Regions from separate parts of the Mus musculus genome. Here region 1 is linked to region 2. A link is a contact called in public HiChIP or PLAC-seq data. All regions are on one chromosome and are shown on one strand. The core of a region is the stretch at or near the end of the contact, and the rest is flanking DNA. Distances in the headings are between cores, read along the strand shown. Region 1 has its middle 46 kb from the start of Slc38a2. Region 2 has its middle 16 kb from the start of Gm32406.

Region 1 (3,406 bases), core at 31-2,530, 220 kb after region 2:
GTGTTGCGTAAGCAGAAGGTGGTGGAACCAGGAGTTCCTAAATTATCCAGTTCTGCCAAGGTAGCATGAGGGCATGGGTTGTAATCGGATCTCTTAGAAACTTGCTTTTCTGACTTGGGGAATGGACTCCATACTCTGCGGTAACGTTGTAAATATGACACGAAACCCTGTGAGCGCATGCATGTAAAACATCGCAGGCAGTATTTTCACATACACAGAACACTGCATTTATGAATCACGTCTGTATTATGTATCGCCTTCTACTCTTCCCTCCTACCATCTTGTCGACAGGCATAGGCTTAACTTACACTTCTAGACATCCACCCCAAATCTTTTACCTACATTGTAGCAAATTACAGCACGGTTTATGAAATCCCCGACCTAATGGTTTCTCTGGGGACTAACTTAGAGCAAATTTCCTCCAGTATTTTCATTGTTAGCCTCTTCGTCCATTTTGCAAAGGCCAAGAGCATTTCCAGGTGATCAAGATGAAGCTACGGTTTGTTGAATCGTACCGTTGGATGGTGTCCGGACGGAGCTGTAATACATGAGCCAGATGACATATCAGAAGAGGCCATAAACATGGGGCCGAAGCAGAATCACAAAAATGCACTTATCTGCCAACGCATTGGTGTAAGCAGTTACACAGCTGGTCAGGAATTTCCTGCCGTGCCATTTCCCCTCCCCCCTATGGAACTTTTCAATGGCTTGAAATGGGCGCCCGCACCTCTTCCTCGGGCCTGGCGCCTGGCTGTTATCAGCTCCATTCAGCTATTCCTCCCTATAAGGTTTGGAGTGCTCCTGACACTTGTGAATGGGTGTGCCCAGGAATGTGTGTCTGTGTCTGTGTCACCGAAGACCCGGTGTCATCTTCCCCTTCTCTCACACAGGAGTGCTGTGAGTGACTTTTCTAACACGTATTAGTTCTTTAGACGTCTAGGAAAACAGTTTCATAAGATCAGAAGCCATGCGTGTTTTACCAGAAATAATCTCCTAAAACACTGATATGTCAAGTAGCGGTGAAGAAACTTCCAGGGAGCCGAGGAAGGGAATTGGAGTATTTTTCTTGTCTTTTTAATTTTTTTAAAGACTTATTTACGTGGGTGAGTGTTTTGTCTGTGCATGAAGTGTACATCAAGTGCCCTCAGAGGTCAGAATAAGGCATTGTTTTCCCTGGGACTGGAGTTACAGATGACTGCAAGCCACTCTGTGCTCTTAACTGCTGAGCCATCTCACCAGCCGCTAATCTGAGTATTTCTAGTTAGAACTGTGAGGCAAAGTGAAACAGGATGCTGCAGAGGGTGCCATGAAGCTTGGCTGCCCACAGGGTCCAGGGCAGCCCCACAGCCAACTCAATGAGCTGGTGGAGCACTGGGGGATTCAGTTCTGTTTTCTTCAGCTCAAGAAATGGGAGCGCTGGCCAGTGCTCTTCATCTCTGACTTATTTTGCGAAGTCAAATGAAACACCCTGAAAATCTTCATTTAGATACACAGAGGAAAACTCCCACAGCCCTGTTTTAGCCCACAGACATGCAAATTAACCTATTTTAGCAAATTAACCTATTTTAGCGTGTGTTCCGATCGTGAACAGGAAGTAGCATAGAGAGGGAAATTTGATGGTTTTTAGCTTTCCATGGAGAGACTAGGCCCTTTTGTTTGTTTGTTTTTTTTAAATTAGATTCAGTAATAGCAGATATTTAGGAATTATCAGTTTCCTAAATATAATCTAATGTAAACCCCCTTTTTTATTATCAATTTCATAACAATCTACAAGGACAGGGAGAATATCACTATCTTTTTAAACTCTCTTGGCAGCCCCTTTATGCAGCTGTCAGGTGAGCTTTATCAGGTGTGTTAACTCACTAGGATTACAATTTCTGACAAACTGCACAGGCAAGTGCCTCTGGTGTGGCAGGTTATTCCTTTAATCCCAGCACTACAGAGGCAGAGGCGGGCAGATCTCTGAGAGCTTCAGGCTAGCCTGGTCTACATAGGGATTCCAGGACAGCCAGGGCTACACAGTGAGACCTGTGGGGAAAACATAAAAGAGAACATGCCATTACTACTCTCTTGACCTTACAGTGGAGCTAATGTCTAGAAATGCAAACACAAGTTCATAGAGATTTTACTGGGCAACTGGACGAGGGGTAAACCAGGAATGTGTGTCTTGGAAGGAGCAGGAAGAATAGCCATGACTTCTTCAGGTGATGGCCTATTTTGTAAGACTGGAAACTCGGCGACAAATGTGTTTAGAAGCAGAAGGGAAATTTACTTTGAAAACATTAGCTGCTCAGTAAGTAGGCATGTTGAAAATGAAAACATCAGCAGCAAAAGCTTTTGTAACTACAATTGCTATTATTTATTTTTGTTTTTTACAATACTGGGGTTTGAACCAGGATCTTGTAGGTGCCAGGCAAGTGTTTATCAGCTGAGTTATAGCCTCAGCCTTCAAAATTATAATTTATAGGAAAACAGAATTTCATTGTTATAAGAACAGACTGCATAAAGGCAAAAGCCATTCTTAGACAAAGCTCGTAGAATAGTGTTTAGTAAAGACAGCAGATAGAAACAGACATGTGTCAATAAGTCGATAACAAAGTAATTATAAATAATCATATTATAAAATACATAGGTCCTTAGTAAGGAATTAGCTGAAACATACTGACGACATGAGAGAAGACTTGAATGTATGACTGGCTTGGTTTTTTTTTTTTTTTTTTCTTTCTAATTTTCAAAACAGGGTCTTCATGATGTAGCTCTGGCTGTCCTGAAACTCACTCTGTAGACCAAGATGGCCTGGAAGTCACAGAGATCTGCCTGCCACTGCCTCCCAAGTACTAGGATTAATGACTTTCACCACTACCTAGGTCTGATCAGAATGGCTTTTATTTGGGAGTATTTGATACTGTAACAGCTTGCATTCTTTCTAGAAGAATCTAATTGGTTAACGTTAGTGGAATTAAAAATTCAATAGATATTGTTTTACACTTGTGAAATTAATTGCTTAGTGGAAGACTGCCTGTGCAAAGGAAGCCAGTGGAAGTCCAGAAAGAGGAACAGTGGCTGAATATAGGTTTGCCTTTCCTAAATAGTCGCTAATTCACCAAATGTGTTGAGTCTTTCCTACGCATGTGGCAGCATTTTATAACCAGTGATACAAAAATCAATCAAATAGAGCCAGATTTGGTTTCTCGTGGAACTTAAACTTGGAGATACAAACAGTATGCCAATAAACATGAAAATATGCAAGGTAAATGGTGGTGACATGAAGGAGAAGGAAGCGAAGAAGGGGCCAGACCAGGGAGTTAGGGGCGAAGGTGGGTGTGGGTATGAAACTATTAATACTAACTGTCAACAGGGTGTCTGGAGAACTCTAGGAGTAAGAGTCAGTGAGTTGTGAAGTTAT
Region 2 (3,828 bases), core at 1,239-3,738:
ATGGACAGGACGCTGGCTTTTATAGGGTGGTAATACAATTGGATAACTGATTGACTAGGAGGGGAACTAGAGAGATGGCGCAGTATTGAAGAGTGAGCTCTGCTCTTGTAGAGGTCCCAAGTTCAGTTCCAGGTATCTATGTTAGGGGGTTCATGATGGCCTATAACTTCAGCTCCAGGGGATCCAAGCCTCAGAGGGCACCTATGTTCACGAGAACATACATATGCAGAGACACACACAGATTAATTTTTTAAAAGTCTTAAGCTAGGACGGTAGCATCAGAGATGGAGAGACAGAAAGGTATTTATAAAAGATGAATAGATTCTAGAGGGGAATGTATTCACAGGTCTCTGGCATGGGAAACCAGTGATGGGTGACCACTTGCTGGGACACAGGAGCTTGGCAGAGGAAGCAAACTGGAGAAAGAGACAGATGAAGAGAGAGAGAGCCTCCCATTGCCCTAATCTCTGTCATGTTTGTGTCTTCACGGAAGCAGAAGCTTACATACTGGGTGGACATTCTGCTCTGCAGCTTGTGAGGTTGTAAAAGTGTCCAGCATACAGACGGGATGTTAGGCCATGGACAGGTTATGTTGTCCACAGAAGGAACAGAGAGGCAAACAGAAGAGCGCTCAAAGAAACCCTGAGAAAGGCAGGTGGAAGACAGGACGAGAACAAGGCACAAAGGGGCGGGAGAAAGAGACGACCTCATGGCCAACATCCCCAGACCTGATCCCCATGGTCGACGCCACCCAGACTCACTGGATTAACTGGGGACCCTTAAAAGATCACTACTGTTCCATTTCTCTCGAAGCTCTTCTTCTCCTATCAGCTGATGTGACCAACACCCATACAGCAGACAACTGTCGGGTCTGGGTTCAGACACGATGCACCTAACCCTCAAGAGCCTGGAGGCCCCAGGGAGTTTAGAGGTCTTGTGGGGTGGAGGAAGGGGAGTAGGGACATCCACGTGGAGACAGGGGGCCAGGGAGGAGGTATGGGATGTGGAACAGTCAGAGGGTGGACTGGGAGGGGAATAAAATCTGGAGTGTAAATAAATAAATAAATAAATAAATAAATAAATAAATAAATAAATGATTTTTTAAAAAAACGTTCTTCCTCTCCTCGCCCCTGCCACACCACCTGCCCCAGGTGTCCCTTATCCTCACCCCTGCCCTCACCACCTGCCCCGAGGGTCCCTTATCCTCATCCCTGCCACACCACCTGCCCTGAGTATCCCAGAGTAAGGGCCGCTCTCTCTCTGAGCTCCCAACATGTCCGCTCCCTTACATTCTGGTTTCTCACCTCAGCACAACATGGGCATCGTATTGGCACGTTTGTTTGGGCGCTACTTGTCTAAAGGCTGTTTCTCCGCTAGCCTGTAAGCCCCAAGGGAAAGGGCAGAGCTGTGTTATTTAGTTCACATGTGTATGCTCACGGCCTTGCATGTAGGACACCATCAATGCCTGTTGAACAAATGCTTAGGGGGGAAAAAAGGCTTTCCTTTCTTGAGGCGGGGGTCTCTGCTTAGGCTAGTCTTCCCGTTCTAGCCTCCCACGTGCTGGGAGTACGGGTTCTGACCACATCTGGTGAAAAATAGGGTCCGTTTAAGTTTGAACTATGAAGACTGTAGGGGTTATTTTAAAAGGAATTTTAAATTTGGTATGTTTTAGGACTCTTTTCTTTAGGGAAGGAAAAATAACTATCACTGACACTCTGATGAGTATATTTATAACTTCAGGAGGTCGGGTGTCGCAAAAGAGTTGATATATACCACTTATACCAAGTGTGCTGGCACACGCCTTTGATTGAAGTATGCCCGAGGCAGAGACAGGCAAGCTCTGTGAGTTCAAGGCCTGCTGGGGCTACAAAGTGATACAGAAGAGTGGGTGATACAAAGCAGCACCCACTTGTGTCATTGATCTCTCTGGAGGTAAATGACGTCAGTGAGCCCTGGAGGCTCTGCGCATCATGCAGTGGTCCCATCAGTGACGGCAGAAGTAGAAGCTGCATTTAGCATTTACTGCTGCTACATGTTGCATTTAGCATTTACTATGCTGCTACATGTTGCATTTAGCATTTACTGTGCTGCTACATGTTGCATTTAGCATTTACTATGCTGCTACATGTTGCATTTAGCATTTACTATGCTGCTACATGTTGCATTTAGCATTTACTATGCTGCTACATGTTGGGTGATTCTCCTGCCTCCTCTGCTTGTTCTTCTGGTTAAAAAGGTAGATTTATTATTATTATTATTATTATTATTATTATTGGGGGGAAGAGGAGGGGGAGATGGAAGAGGAGGGAGTGGAGGAGGAGGGGGAGGAGGAGGAAGAGGAGGGAGTGGAGGAGGAGGGGGAGGAGGAGGCTGTTGTCATTACCTCAACCTGACTGGCACAGAGGGACCAGTATAGATCCCCAGCTGACTTCTTGCAGTGTTCTGATTAGTTCTGGCCCTAAAGCTGCTTTTTCTTCCGCGACTCATCCCACGTATGCTCGCTTAGTCACATGGGTACAAGACATTGTTTAGGGAGACATTCCAACACAGCCCAGCTTTCAATAGCCTGTCAATCAAGTTGCCCTTGCTGGAAGCATTCCTTAGATAAGGACCTCTCTCCTCTATGCCTTTGTTAGCATGTTTGCCTGGAGATCTGCCATCCCCGGCTTTCAAGGAGGTTTGAGTAGGCTCTTTCCCCTTCTTTCTTCCCAGACTTTCCTCAGCAAGAGGTGGGTGTTGGGTGACAGGCCTGCTGCGGCCTTCTCATCTGCAGGGTAGCACAGATGGCAAACATCAGGGTGGGGACTCATGCCCAGCTCTGCCTTACTTGCAAGGCCGCTCTTCCCGGCACGCTACCCTCCACCCCCTCTCTGACTTAGAGCAGAGCAGTAGCTGTCTTTCTATGTTCTGCTTGTTGTTCGTTTGGTTGGTTTGGTTTTTCAACACAGGGTTTCTCCGTGTAGCCCAGGCTGTCCTGGAACTCACTCTGTAGACCAGGCTGGTCTCAAACTCAAGAGATCCACCTGCCTCTGCATCCCGAGTGCTGGGATTAATGGTGCACCCCACCACCGCCCTGCTGCATCTCTGATTTTAATTGGTGTTGTTAGCATTATCTGTCTGGCTGCTGGGCACAGTCCTTGGGCAGTTTTGCTGCTGTATCAGCCCGAAGGTCTGCAGTTTTAAGAACCTGAGACAGTGAGAAGAAAGCTCGTAGGAAAGGAAGGCACGGTTTGAACTGCAAGGTGGTACGGGTGAGACTTCAGCAGACGGCCGAGTTGGTGCTGAATGCACTCGATAATTTCAATAGAGATAACACGGTAGCCTCTTAATGCGTGTTGCAGAATTGGAATGTAGTCACCAAAATTCAAGTGTTCGAAACTTCCCCAGTGCAGCAGAGGTGAGAAACGAGCCAAACAGGAAGTGTTTGTTTCACTGAGTGTTGTAGAGAAAGGATCTCTTGTAAGCATCACCTGTCAATAAAAAAAAAAAAAAGAAAAACACAAAAAGACCAACAAACAAACAAACAAACAAACAAACAAATAGGAGGTGGGGCACTGGCAGGAAGAGAGAGGATTCTGGGAAATAGTGAGTGTATAAAAGAGAGAGTCAAGAGACCATGGAGACAGACCACAGAGAGGGGTCTAAACCAGCAGATTAGATGAACTCAGGGAGACACGTGAAGAAAGAAGGGGGCTGGGACTGAAAGAGAGGTAACTAACCAACTGGTAGACATAGAATAGTTTAAATGGTTAACTAAGTCACAAGCTACTCAGAGAATGAGTCAAAACTTACGGCCTAGGAATTTAATAATAACTAATTAGTCGTGGA

Evidence for each region. HiChIP or PLAC-seq counts read pairs in DNA pulled down with a chosen protein or histone mark.
Region 1: a contact with region 2 is called in an H3K27ac HiChIP or PLAC-seq map of extraembryonic endoderm stem cells. The contact joins two enhancer-like sites. A contact is called at or near these places in 2 of 484 Hi-C or Micro-C datasets (both in embryonic stem cells), 2 of 115 datasets of contacts at active chromatin or transcription factors (extraembryonic endoderm stem cells and trophoblast stem cells) and 1 of 9 other capture datasets (embryonic stem cells).

The regions. Positions count from the first base shown.
Region 1 is chr15:96,743,636-96,747,041 of GRCm38.p6, forward strand. No RefSeq gene overlaps it. Among named protein-coding and RNA genes, the nearest start is that of Slc38a2, 46 kb to the left of the region's middle. Within about 2 kb of position 1,281, at least 138 of the 459 cell types and tissues checked have an H3K27ac peak or open chromatin away from gene starts, as enhancers often do. A contact at or near this core is called in extraembryonic endoderm stem cells and trophoblast stem cells, where this site is marked.
Region 2 is chr15:96,521,838-96,525,665 of GRCm38.p6, forward strand. No RefSeq gene overlaps it. Among named protein-coding and RNA genes, the nearest start is that of Gm32406, 16 kb to the left of the region's middle. Within about 2 kb of position 2,489, at least 65 of the 459 cell types and tissues checked have an H3K27ac peak or open chromatin away from gene starts, as enhancers often do. A contact at or near this core is called in extraembryonic endoderm stem cells and trophoblast stem cells, where this site is marked.